Regions from separate parts of the Muntiacus reevesi genome. Here region 1 is linked to region 2. Evidence: chromatin contacts called from public Hi-C data. All regions are on one chromosome and are shown on one strand. Each heading gives the region's core, a stretch centred on a gene start, on an enhancer-like site or on the middle of the called end of the contact. The rest is flanking DNA. Distances are from core to core; before and after follow the strand shown.

Region 1 (3,894 bases), core at 1,180-3,679, 260 kb before region 2:
ATAAAAGAACCTACCCAACATTGGGGAAGAACACTTATAGAAATAAGGCTCTGTAAATTAACTTATACTTGAGGGAGTAGGTATCCACCTGCCCCATGGACTATTTCACACAATAAGAACTTCAATTGATGTCAACTTTAATTCCGGCTGCAACAGCAAGGAAAACTTGCCATAGAGTATGATGAATAATGAATTTGCCTACAGCAAATGCCTTCTACAAGCCTAGAGTAAGCAGTATATTTATATCATGATCCAATACATACATACATATTGTTTCATGAAACAATAATTACCCTTACTACATGCGAAGCACTTTGATAGTTCCTACTCCAACATCTTTTAATGCTGCTCATGACTCACTGAATTGATTTCACAACCAACTAGTGATTCATAACCCACAATTTTAAAAGTTTGGGTTTCAGAAAAGAGAAATACATAAGGCAATTTCTACCTGTAACAAGTGTCTTTAAGGAAGCTTTAGCTTGGACGTACAAGTGGGTAAGCAAAGGTCTGGAAGTTCATGTCCACAGGAGGTTAAATTTTATTCTGTTCCATTAGTTTAACTGCCCTAATATTTAAACTTCCCCTTTGGCCAGTAACAGATTCTACAAATCAGTATCATAGACTTCCTGTTTCTAACTCTGTGGTAGACAGGAAAATGTCCCCCTGAGGTTGCCAGTCCTAATCCCTAGAAGGTGTGAATCCCACTATATATGGGAAAGGGACCCTTGCAGATGTGAATAAATTAAGAATCTTGAGATGGGGAGATTATCCTGGGTTATCAAGTGGGCCCTAAATGCAATTACACATAATCCCTCTAAGAGAAAAGCAGTAGGAGGTCTGATACACATCAAGAAGAAGGTGATATAAAGAGGAAGCAGAGAGCTATTTGAAGATTCTGGCCTTGAAGACTGGAATGATGTGGCCATAAGTCAATGAATGCCAGCAACCACCAGAAGCTGGAAGAGTCAAAGAAATTATTCTATTCCAGAGCCTCAGAAAGGAGCACAGCCTTGCCAACATCTTGGTTTTGTCTCGAGGATACTGATTTTGGATTTCTGGTCTCCAGAACTGTGAGAGAATAAAGTTCTGGTGTTTGAAGCCACCAACTTGTGGTATTTTGTTACAGCAGGCTCTAGAAAATAGTATGATCCCTATGAAATTGACTTAATAGGAGTCATAGTGTAAAGTGCCCCAGAGTACACAGCCACCTGCAAGCCTTGTTACGTTTTAAGAAAAATTTTGATAGCTGACAGAGATTCACAAAACATTCTGATAACACAACTAATAAATAGGTCAAAAAAAAGGGAAAATCGAAGACACACAAAACAGAGCCAACAAGATTTACATTTGTTTATGGAAATACACACATAATAGCTCTTGCCATGAGTCCATTGCAAATTTGGTTTTAAACTTTCTAACAGCCAATATTCAGGGGAAGCCAACAAGCCAAGACAAGGTGAAATTCCTACCCAGTATATTTTTTGGACTGAGTTATACATACTATACTATTACACCCTGGGACAACTTCTTAAGCCAGACCCAAGTTAACAAGGCTACTTGTTATCATAGGTTGATAGTATGTCAAAACTTAACTTGATAGAAACAAACTCTAAAGCACATATTGATATGAAGTCAAAACCTAAGTTAATAATACAACGTTCTGTAGAAGGGAAGAGGGTATCTAGGTATATAGCACGCTGTTGATTTGCATTTTCCCAGGGTACATTTTTAGAGTATTTATGACAGGCCTTGAATAATGCTCAGAAAATAAGTAGTGTTTTCAGTTGAACTATCAAACATTCAACAAATGCTTCAGTTCAATGCCTATGTGGCTTGCTTGAAAGCAGATCTCTCACGGAGTGAAATACTGTGAGGAGTCAGACAGACACCCCGTCTACTCTCTGAAGAAGATTCAGGGGATTGGGTGGAAAGAGAGAGAGAGAGAGTGCTCCAAACAGCGCCCCTAACCCATCAAAGGGGTATGAAGAAGAGCCTCCCGGAGGGAGGGGAATGGCACTCCTGGTGAGTCAGAAGTTTCCTCAGGCCCTAAAGTCAAGCAGTGCGCTTGGAGCACGTCAAGGCCTAAGCTGGATGAAAAGAGAAAGAAAATACACACAAACAAAGCGGAACGAGAAAAAGAAAAAACGCATTTCATTCTCCCCGACAACGAACTCGTATAAACACTACTTCAGAGGCTGGGAGATCCGCGCTAGAGCCATTTCCAGCAAAATACAACTAGCGAACCCTGCAGGACAGTCCATGAAAACCAGGCCTCTCGCACCTGAACCTGCGTGCCCGTCAGTCCTCCGCACACCTGGAGGCGCTGTTCTCACTGCGCAGGCGCCAGGTACGACGTTAAGCGTTCCGGGTCTTTCCCTAAGACTCCTCTCTAGCCACCACGCTTCCGTTTCTCTACTGCTCTCCGCTGGAGTCTCAGGCGGGCGCTTGGGGGCGGGCTGGGGGCCGGCCTTCCGGGAAAAGGGCTCACAGGAGAGAAGGTCACGAGTAGGTAAGGCCGTGTGTGACTTTTAGCGGGGCTCTGTAGTGAGTTGTGGGCGATGGCTTTAGAGACCGAGCGGGGGTCTCCAACCTTGTAGAGTCGCCAAGAATAGGACAAGTCTATTTCATTAACCATCTCGGAGATTTAACAGGTATCATCTAAACAGTTTGGCCTTCTGCTTAACTTGGCGAATTTACCAAACGAAGGGCTCTAGCGCAGTTTCCTCTCCGGCCCAGTTACTCTGATCAGGCAGCATTCAAGTCTCGGTTTCTATGCTCATCAGTCGGCTTTAGGTGTGTGGAAGTCGGGGGTAATGCAGATAAGTTGTATCAGCTTAAATATATTAGCGAAAAGCCCAGCTTGACACTGTTGCTTCCATCACAGGAGGGAGGTGTGATCCAGGCAGTTGGAGCGGGTTGGGAATGTTCTTGTTGAAATGAGTAAAGCTTGGCGTACATTCAGAGCCGTTCATGTCTCTGAGACCCAGTAAAATAATCAGCACCAAGCTTTAAAAATAATAAAGCATTGTGTCTAGATTGGTTTTATGTGTGTGTGTGAAACACGTGTGCACAGTCTGCGACTTCCTTGCCTGATGACTATTCGGTCAGTCATTGTGCCATGATTTCTGCCTGTCACCCTGGCAAGGCAGTGAGATAGTATAACTGTCCTGTAGTAGATGAGAAAAGGAAAGCAAAGAATACATACTACTACAAACACGATAAGACCATTAAAGTGCAAAGGCAAAATTCCAGCCAGCCTTTGTACTCCAAAGCTGGCGCTGTCCACTAACCAGTGGTTTTTAAGAAGCCTGCCTCTGCAGCAGAATTTACACACACACACGTTTCAGCATATGCTTCTAAATACAGCTCCCCGAGATTCACCACACTGAGGAATACCCAGATTAAGAACTCTTGCACAGCAGGGGGCCCGTGGCGCAATGGATAAGCCTCTGACTATGGATCAGAAGAACTCTTGCACATCATCCACACTTTTCAAAGAAAAAAGGCAAACATAATCCAAAGCCAGTTACTGTACAGACCTGATCTTTTTACTGCATCAGACCTATCAGAAAGATACAGAAACTTACCCTTATATGCTAAAGCAAAAATATGGACATTTTCTCCTGTGAGCTTAACATGTCTTGCTCCAGCACATTTCAGTAATTCGTTTTTACTTAGCATCTTCAATCCAGGTAATTTTTCTTCATGATGCTGTTTTATTTAGTTCACATTTAAAGAAAATTTGATATTTTAAGTGGCCTCGTGTGGATAAAAATCTAATTTGCTTGCCTTTTACCTTAACGTCTTTCACACAGTAATCATGTTCTTGTTTGTTTGTTTGTGTTTAAGATAAAGTTGACAGTTTCTGTAAAGGGACATAGAGAATCCTGA
Region 2 (4,110 bases), core at 169-2,668:
AAATCAACGGAAGGCAAAGTGGGGTAATTTGCAAAGGGGTGTATCCTGACCTGGGTAGCTCCGTGGAGTTGGTGAGGTTTTAGAGATGGGAGGGTCTGGCTGCAAGCATCAGAACACTTACTTTCACGGCCACGGGGACGAGGTGATCTGGCTCCTGTTCACCGGTGGGCCCTGAAGCCTGAGACAAGGATGCATTGGATCCAACCAGGTCCGCTTTAGGGAAGAGCAGCCTTTCTACAAATGACTGGTCGGCAAGACTCTCTTGAGGCCTGCCCGCCTTCCCCAGGTGTCCAGGGAGCTTGTCCAGCCCCCCACCTGCCCCAGTTTCCAAGGAGAGCTGCAGTCTAGAGGCCGTGGCCAGTCTCTGGATGCTGTCCTTCTCCAGGAAGGCAGGATTGGCACGCGCTTTGTACACTTGGGCCACGCAGCCAGAACCCACTGGCTCCTGCTTCTCAAAGCAGAGGACCCTCCCCCAGTCCTCCCCAAAGGCCTGGCGCAGGAAGTGTTCGGTGTGAGTCCAAGGATGGGGCGAGACCTGGACGTGCAGCCTGGAGAACTGGGCGCAGAACGCCTCTGAGAAGAGATCCCGCCGGGTGCTGGCCCACTGGCCCAGCTTGATGTAGGTGGGGCCTGAGGTCTCGGTGGCTTTCAGAAGCAGGTGGAGCCAGAGACTGGAGACACTGGGAGCCAGGTAGGTGAGGGGATAGAGTAGGAGGAGGGGGAAGAATTTCACCAAGAGGGCCCCTGCTCTGAGCCAGATGCGCACGTGCAGGAGGAGCCAGCCCAGCCGCCCCTCCGGAGGGACTCTCTCCAGCGGCCCATTTTCAGCCAGGTCACTCCAACTGGTCTTCGGCCGACGTACGCCCTCCGGAGACCCCTCGCCACTGTCCTCATAGGTGGAGACGAGCTTGGGCAAAGTGCCAAGCAGAAGCCAACAGAGTCTAGCCTTGCGACAGCCCTCAGAGGGTCTCAGAAGGCCGAGTTCCTTTCTGAGCGCAAAACCTCTCAAGTGCGCCAAGCAGACCCTGAGAGAGAAGCGCCAGGGGGTCACCATCCTCTCCCAGAGGTCACGGCCTCGGCTGCCTGCCTCCACTTAAGGAGGGCCCATCTATGTTCCTTCTTTTCGCAAGGCGGACATGAGTCCGGGTCTCCGCTGAATATTCCGCTAAACAGCCGGGCAGCAGCGAGATGAAGGGGGCGCGCAGACCTGGCCGCCCGTGTGCAGTCCCCAGGACAGGGACGTGACCTGCGCGAGGTGGCCGCGCGGGCGGAGACCGAGCCCGGCGACCGCAGGGTCACCGCGCACGCCCGCCGGCGCCAGAGTGCACCCGCCGAGGGCCCGGACGCAGCGGGGCTGCGCGGAGGGGCGCGAGGGGGACCGATCGGAGGGCCGCGGCGCGGAGAGCCTGGTGGGGGTGAGGAAGAACCAGATAAGGCGAGGGGTGGAGAGCTGGGGCCGGGGGCGGGGGCAGCGCGAACGGCCGAGGACCGGGGCGCGAGCGCGCGGTGGGGAGGAGTCGGGTGGGGGCTCCAGAGAGCCGAGGTCCCAAGGGCACTGGAGGTCTGGGCGCCAGGGGCGGGGAAGGAGAGCGGAGGGTAGCGGAGCGGAGGACCGGGGATCGGGACTAGGGGGGTCGGGGGTCGGAGGACCAGGAATCGGGACTGGGGGGGCCGGAGAGCTGGGATTCCGACGCCCAGGCCGCGCGACGCGCGTCTTCCGGGACCGCCTGCCCGCCGGCTCGGGAACCGCCCCTTTAAAGCGAACGCGACCCAGACTCCGGCTGAGACCCACCCGGCCCTCGGGTCCTGGGGCCCCCCAAATAGAATTAACCCCAAACGCGCCCTCCACACCCAGTCGCTCCACTGTGCGTCCGTCTCTCCAATGACATGGTAGCTTTCCTTACAAAGAGCGTGGAAACGCGGGAACGTTGGGTAAATTGACAGCCGTTTCCTGAACACAGGTCTGGTTTTCAATTGAGCGGGAACGGGAGGGTTGGTGGGAGGAGTGGGGTGGGGGGTGTTGTCCTTGGACGGCGGGATTCCCAGGCTGCCCTGATTTGGAGAACGTGTTTGGACTCCGGGGCTGTGGCTCCGGAGTGCTCATTCATTCAACCAAGTATGTTTCTTAAACTCAATCTAATATTTATCGAGGCTCAATAATATCTACCGTGCAAGGTCCTGGGAACATGGAAACACACATCCTGACCTTGTAGGCTCATCACTTTTGAGGAAGATCCCACCGTGAAGAAAGGGAACAATGGGGACGATGCCGAGCTGCGCCCTGCGGGTCTCCTGGACACGAAGGTCTCTTTGTCCCCCGTTTCTTGTAGGCAAGACTCCAGCCTCCATGACCTTCTCTGAGTCCCAAAGGGCAGAACAGTTGCTAATCAAGGGAGGAGCAGCCAGGAAACCACCTGAGGCAAGATTAAAGGGCCATCAAGAATTAGGAGACCTAACCATTTCGAGCCGATGCACACCCTAACCTTGTCAGCAACCTCACCCTTTTGAAACTTTGCAGAAGAACGTTACCATCTTGATCCTTCTCAGGTACCCTTGCCAGACTATATAACCCCTCCTTGTTTACCAGGGAGGGGGGCACAGTTTTTGAGGCGCTAGCCTACTGTATTCCCCCTTTGACTGGCAAAGTAATAAAGCCACTCTTTCCTTCTCCTCCATAATTGTCTCCATATTTCTGTTTGGCACTGGTGCACAGAGCCAAAATTTGGGCAATGAGAACCCCCAGGATGGCAGCTACTTGGGAGAAGAGGGGAGGGTGGTACGGGTGGGAGGGTATTCAGCCACAGAAATAATTAAGCCCCCAAATAGGAAGGTGTTTGGTGTGAGGTTCAGGGGGAGTTTGTTTAACTGTCAAGAACCAGAAGAAGGCCAGATAGCTCTACCAAGCAAAGAGGAGCGGAGCAGAGCTTGGAAATCAGCCAGGACAGCCAGGGAAGGCCAGCGGTCTTCTGCTCTGCTCTTTGGGACTTGGAGGCTGCCTGCACTGGGGTACCACAGTCACCTCTACATTCATGACCCTTTATCTCCACGTGAGTGACAGCCTTCCAGAGAAGTCTGCCAGGGACTCACAAGTGGAAAGACCCTGGAGACGTGGCCCATGCCTTCTGCTGGAACTGTGACTGCCACTAACAGCCTAAGGAGTGCAGGAAAACTTGGGGACTCCTGCACTGCCAACTAATAATCCAACTCCCATTTCCCAAGATGTACAGACCCTTTTGAAGTTCCCAAGACAGAAGTCATACCTAACTCCGCTGGTTTCAAGTATGGCCAGCCATTAACTATACCCTCCAAGCTTCAGAGCACAAAATGAAACAAGACAAAGGCTAACAGAGTTTTGCCAAAAGAACCCACTGGTCATAGAAAACACCTTCTTCCAACAACACAAGAGATGACACTACACATGGACATCACCAGATGGTCAATACCGAAATCAGATTAATTATATTCTTTGCAGCCGAAGATGGAGAAGCTCTATACAGTCAGCAGAAACAAGACTGGGAGTTGACTGTGGCTCAGATCATGAACTCCTTATTGCAAAATTCAGACTTAAACTGAAGTAGGGAAAACCACTAGACCATTCAGGTATGATCTAAATCAAATCCCTTAGGATTATACACTTTGAAGTGACAAATAAATTCAAGGGATTAGATCTGATAGACAGTGCCTGAGAAACTATGGATGGAGGTTCATAACATTGTACAGGAGGTGGTGATCAAAACCATCCCCAAGAAAAAGAAATGCAGAAAGGCAAAATGATTGTCTGAGGAGGTCTTACAAATAGCTGAGAAAAGAACAGAAGCGAAAGGCAAAGGGGAAAAGGAAAGATAGATCCATCTGAATGCAGAGTTCCAAAGGATAGCAAGGAGAGGTAAGAAAGCCTTTTTAAGTGAACAATGCAAAGAAATAGAGGAAAACAATAGAATGGGAAAGACTAGAGATCCCTTCAAGAAAATTAGAGGTACCACAGGAACTTTTCATGCAAAGATGGGCACAATAAAGGACAGAAACAGTATGGACCTAACAGAAGCAGAAGATATTAAGAAGAGGAGGCAAGAATACACAAAAGAACTATACAAAAGATTTTAATGACCC

What was found. A called contact is a pair of places that touch in the nucleus more often than the background predicts.
Region 1: a Hi-C map of blood shows a contact between it and region 2, with 4 times the contacts expected there. The contact joins the promoter of MRPS33 here to the promoter of ADCK2 in region 2. A contact is called at or near these places in 2 of 3 Hi-C or Micro-C datasets (blood and muscle).

What each region holds. Positions count from the first base shown.
Region 1 is chr6:98,823,482-98,827,375 of mMunRee1.1, reverse strand. It overlaps MRPS33 (mitochondrial ribosomal protein S33), which reads left to right and starts at 2,429. Exons shown (of 3, transcript XM_065939624.1): 1 at 2,429-2,512.
Region 2 is chr6:98,559,225-98,563,334 of mMunRee1.1, reverse strand. It overlaps ADCK2 (aarF domain containing kinase 2), which reads right to left and starts at 1,418. Exons shown (of 8, transcript XM_065939498.1): 1 at 122-1,418. The coding sequence starts at 1,054.